2 separate regions of the Mus musculus genome follow, and region 1 is linked to region 2. A link is a contact called in public HiChIP or PLAC-seq data. All regions are on one chromosome and are shown on one strand. Each heading gives the region's core, a stretch centred on a gene start, on an enhancer-like site or on the middle of the called end of the contact. The rest is flanking DNA. Distances are from core to core; before and after follow the strand shown.

What was found. HiChIP or PLAC-seq counts read pairs in DNA pulled down with a chosen protein or histone mark.
Region 1: a FOXA1 HiChIP or PLAC-seq map of pancreatic cancer cells shows a contact between it and region 2. The contact joins the promoter of Vps25 here to the promoter of Stat5a in region 2. A contact is called at or near these places in 2 of 39 promoter capture datasets (erythroid cells and liver), 1 of 484 Hi-C or Micro-C datasets (embryonic stem cells) and 4 of 115 datasets of contacts at active chromatin or transcription factors (embryonic stem cells, memory CD8 T cells, pancreatic cancer cells and 1 more).

What each region holds. Positions count from the first base shown.
Region 1 is chr11:101,252,322-101,255,021 of GRCm38.p6, reverse strand. Vps25 (vacuolar protein sorting 25) reads right to left here and starts at 1,315. Exons shown (of 6, transcript NM_026776.5): 1 at 1,215-1,315; 2 at 846-991; 3 at 26-79. The coding sequence starts at 1,267.
Region 2 is chr11:100,858,055-100,860,754 of GRCm38.p6, reverse strand. Stat5a (signal transducer and activator of transcription 5A) reads right to left here and starts at 1,404. Exons shown (of 20, transcript NM_011488.3): 1 at 1,175-1,404; 2 at 179-271. It also overlaps a transcript of Stat5b not described here.

The sequences.
Region 1 (2,700 bases), core at 66-2,565, 390 kb before region 2:
ACAGGTATCTGAGAACTGAACCCACCTTTCTTTCTCAGTTCTTCTAATACAATCTGAATTGACTCCACAGGAAGTTTCCCTGGCTTAAGGTTAAGGGAATGGCCTACATGTAAATTAGGTTAAATAAAACATTTTCGGAGTTCGGCCCACGATAAAGAATGATCTAGCCCCCTCCTTTCCCTGCCATACATACATGCAATTTTTGAAGAAGATATGTTTGCATTTCCTCAATATTCTGGAAAAGGAGGTAAAAAGAAACTTCCAGTTAGAAGGAAGAACTAGCAAAGTGTGTTACAGGCCTGTAATACCAGCTCTTATGGGATGGACACAGGAGAATCACCAGTCCAAGGCTGGGCTGGGCTATAGAGATCAGGTCTCAAATAAAAGGCAAGAGTTTTAGAAAATAAAGGGTGTTACCCTTTACTTCATTCTCTGTGCCTTTTTCTCCACAAATTTTACCTATGAATCAGAGAGCAAAAATAAATGACCCTCACTTCCTGGGAGAGGTGGGGCAAGTCAAAAAAATTATTAAAGATGGTTTGGGATTTGAGGCTCACAGAGAGGAGATTCAAATAGTTTTAAAGGGTCCAGTGTGTAAAGCTTGGGACTTAAAGACCCCAGCACTCATTAACTAGGGTAAAGGGAGCTTGCACTGCCTGCAAAAGTGCATATAAAATGATTATCTGCCATTTAGTTTTGCTGTTTCCCAAGTCCAGGTTGAATAGAAGCCTGCCTACTGTGGGTAAAGGGAGGTGGGGAGATGCAGTCTGGGCATGTAGAAAAGTGTGGGAGTGCGTGTGTGTGGGGGCTGGGGGTGGGCTATGGAAGAGCCTGAGGGAGGATACGCTGTAGCTTGACGTTGTTGAAAAGCGGGCTCTCCTGGGCTTCCATCACCGTCATGCTGGACTGTTTGTGCAGGCGGCAGAAGGACAGAACCAGAGAGCACCAGGCGGCCAGCTGCTTCTGCCGGGTGTCCACGTTCGGCTGTAACCTGCCGGGCGAAGGGAGCAGGACGAGGAATTAAAGCGTGGAAGAGGGCGGCAGCAGCACCAGCCTAGCAGCACGTTAGGGGGAGACAGTGACGGGCTGGCTGGACAGGAAGGCGGCCGGCAGCTCCCGTCTCCCCCGGAACCCCAAGTGAATCATCAGGGCTGAGCCCTGGGCCCCGGGGACGGGAGGGAGCTACACTGGGCTTCTCAGGGTCTGAGCCTCACGTAAAGAAGGGCGGGAAGCGGTACTGCCACGGCCACTCGAAACTCATCGCCATCGTAGTAGCCCAGAAAACCCGGAACCGACAAGGGGCTTCCGGTCTCCGCCTCAGCATGTCCGGGCTGACAGCACAGCAGAAAGGTTCCGGACTCCTCTCGGGAGGCGCCGCAGTGGGATGGGAACGGTTCTTGTCACCAATCTGCTGCTGTCTAAAGAAAAACTTCAACATGAAGCGCAGGAGTTCTGGGTCTTGTCGCTTAAACAGAGGGAAACGGGGGCGGGGGGGGGGGGGGGGGACGACGACACGTAGTTTCCCTCTGCAAATTGCGAGGTCAGCCGAACGCAAGTTAGAATCCACATCTGGAGGCTTCACCTTCGTGTCGGTTGCCAATTTAAACTCATGATGCCGAAATTTCCTGCATTCCCACCCAGGTTGACTTCACTCTTAAATTTCCTGTAGGATCATGGGAGCATATTGTGTGGTTTGCATCGCTATACGCGATTTTCAAAGAATCAAAACTTATTGCTTTTTTCAAAGAATCAAAACTAACGTTTAGCTCTTAACCTCTTCCTTTCTAGACCCCAGACTTGGAATCCCTTTGGCTTCATCTGACTCATACCCAGCCTACACTAGTCAGATCTGTCCCTTTGCCTGCCTAAACTACGGGTCAGTTCCCAAACCAGAATTACTGTTTCCATTCTCCCAACAGTACTTCCACTGCTGAGCTGTGGAAAATTGCTGAAGACCAACCAGAACATGTTTACTGAGTCCCGGGCTCGCTGACTAATCTCACTACTGGACTCTCAGGGGAGCCTTGTTGGATCTAGAAATACAAGTTTGGGAGTCTTCTGACCTGACATGCAATATGAACCCATTTAAGGGATAAGAGCACTAAACAAAAGGTGTATTGAAAAGAAGGCTGACCTTGGGCTGCTAGGAGATGCTCACCTTTAAAGAGCGAGAAGAAGCTGGGCTGTTTTCATTGATTCCCTGTTATCCTCATTCAAAATAGTCCGCCTGTGTCTATCTTTCTGTTCCCTGAAGAATTATTGTGAGAATCCCTTAATCTCTCTCTGTCACAATGTTTAATTCATAGCTCCAAAGCTCCTCCCCATTTTTTCTTCCTTTGCCTTTTGAACTCAAAACTGCCATTCTTCCTTTACAAGTAACGTGTTGCCTCAATTTTTCAATTTCTTTCCGGATATCACTATCATCATGCCTCCCTCCCTTTCTGTGTAGCTCACTTTATTTCTATTTAAAAGTAATGTTAGGGCTGGTGAGATGGCTCAGCAGGTAAAGAGCACTGACTGCTCTTCTGAAGGTCCTGAGTTCAAATCCCAGCAGCCACATGGTGGCTCACAATCACTCGTAATGAGATCTGACGCCCTCTTCTGGTGTGTCTGAAGACAGCTACAGTGTACTCATATACATACATAAACAAATAAATCTTAAAAGAAAAAAAAAATGTTAGCTGAGCACACCTTTATCCC
Region 2 (2,700 bases), core at 155-2,654:
GCTGCCGCCTGCACGGATCCCTTGTCCCTGCTCCCTCTGAAGCTCCCATTCGAAGGCGGGACAGATGTCTGTCCCGTGTCAGGCCGTGGGGACTCCAGGGTGCTAGATCCCAGGGACGTGGCTGCAGCCTAGATCCTCTGTCCACGCGCCGCGGGCGGAGTCACGGCGACCCACCCACCTGGTGCTGCGGAGCGCCTGCGGCTGTCGCTCCAGGCCGGGGCTTCTGACGGCTCCTGACGGCTCTTGACGGCGGCGGCGGTGGAGGCTGTTACTACAGGAAGGAGCAGAGAGCAGCGATTTCCTCCTCAAAGGTCAGCTGCCTCCGATAGACCAAACACAGCGCGCGAGCTCGCCCCAGCACCCCTCCCAGCAGCGGTCGCTCCCTCCTTGCCTCCGCCCTCGATTACCGGCGCCCCGGCGAGTGCGCCAGGGCGCCCCGCTTACAAGACCGACCACTAGGCTGGGCGGCGCTGGGCTGAGGACAGCCCCTACAGCGGGGTGCCCCCTCCCTACACACACACTGGGACTCCCGGTCTGTGCTCCCCTGCGGCTCCGGGGGTGGGTGGGTGGGGAATGAGGGAGGAGCGTCCTGGGACAGCTGAACTGGAGCAGCCAGAGGGTGCCGGGAAGTCCCAAACTCTGAAAATCCCTAACTAGGGCCTCAGTTTTATCATCTGTTAAAAATAAATAAATAAAATAAAAGAGGGGGAGGAAGAAAAGAAAAAAAAATCTACCTAGAGATGGCTCCTACCTCTGGAGTCAACTAGTCTGTCTCTAGATTTACAAAGTTTTGTGTGTGTGTGTGTGTGTGTGTACACGCGCATGTTCAGGTAAGGGTGCATGTGGCTTCTATGCCTGCAGAGTCAAAACTTTAGAAGGACTGGCGATCCCAGAGAAGCCAAGCCTACTTCTAAGGTCTCCCACCTAGCATGACTTCCACCACATGACCTTCCCCCTTAAAGCCGAGCAAGAAAGACCTTGGTAATCATAGGTTTCAACCCCCCACACCCCCTTCTGACCTTTGCAGGTAAGAAACGTCAATCCAGAGAAGAGAAGGGGCCTGCCCAGGACCTCACTGTGGTCACATCACAGTCTCATCATCAGACTGTGACCCACAAACCACTCGGGAGTCCATCCAGTGACCTAGAAGGGTCACACCTGAAGCTGGTCCTACCTTCTAAACAGGCGCAGGAAGGGGTAGCCGGCACTTTCTAACTTCACATCTGCCTGCAGACTTTGCCGGGCAGCAGACCTGCTCCCTGGAGCTTTGCCTGGATCATAGTCCCCATCCCGAAGAGTTCCCCTCAAGGCCCAGGGGTTGGACAAGGCCAGGCTGGAAGTCTGCCATCCCCTTTGCCCAGCTTCCCTCTCCTCTGGGCCTCCTCTCTGCCTGGAAGTTGGCATGGGCAGTACCAAAGGAGGGGCCAGCCTGGCTGCCTACTCGAATACCATCCGGGCCAAGACCCAGTGGCCTGGAGGGATCATTTTAATTGGCTTCCTCTCTTACTAATTTCTTCTTGTATCTTTTCTTTCCATTCCGAGTTCCTGATCCTTCTTTCTGGTCTTTGGACCTCCTCTTTTACTCTTTTTTTTTTTTTTTTCAACTTTAGAGGTGGGGAAAACCTGAACCTTTTCTGCAGAAGTTGAAATGTCTGGGCTGTCCCCGCCCTCTGTGTGTGGTCACAGTGACTTTACTTGGCAGGATCACGAGGAAAGGAATTGAAAACAGGGGGGGGGGGGGTTTGCAAGGAGGATCAGAGGATGGGAGAGACCTTGCTCTTCAGATGCTCTGCCAGGACCAGGTAGGGTAAGGGGCTCAGGAGGAGTAGGCATAAGCCTTTTCCCGTCTTTCCCCTCTACTCTGTACAATGGATTGACCGGGAGCCAGTTAGACCCTCCGCTCCAGATGAACATCAACATGCAAAGCTGCCAGTGGCCTTAAAGGTGACTTTACCAATGGGAACAATAAAAGGCCAGATAGGGGAAGTGACTTGACCAGACTCTTGGAGCCAGTGTGACAGATCCAAGCCCATTGCCTCATGGTAGGTGGACCCCACTTGGCACCTGTGTCCCCCAGTCTTTCACAGTGGACGTGACAGTAGATTCATTAGGTTTCCTAAGTTCTCTGAGCTACATCTGTAGGCAGAGGACCACGCTGGTCATGCCCTCCATCTGGACACCTGAGAGTGGGTGTGGTACAAGAACTGCCCACCCACTTCCAGGCATTGACTTCTCCAGACCCCTCCCCCAGGACCCACAGAAGTCTGGGGCTCCCACATCTGGCTGGGCTGGGCTGGGCTTGCTGGGAAGGTGGTTAGGCCTGCTTACTCAAAAGCTAGCGGGGAGGTGCCACCCAGCAGAAGTGTAGGAGAGTCTGCAGAACCCACTCATGTCCCCAGACCTTACCAGGACCCAAAGGTAGCTGGCTCCCTGCCTTGCTTCTGGCTCTCTCCTCATTGGGCCGTTTTGAGGTTCCTAATCCTTGTATCTTTAAACATCATTTTCTTGTTTCTTATCACTATTGTGTGTGCATATGCTGTGGCCCTCCTGTGGAGGGAACAACAACCATGGAATAATGTCTCTCTGTCAACCGTGCTTGCCAAACTTGCTTGGCAAGCGCCTTTACCCACTGAGACGTTTTGCCAGTTCATCTGGTTGCATCTTCCACTGCTCCATTCTACCTTTTTCTATGCCTCTGCT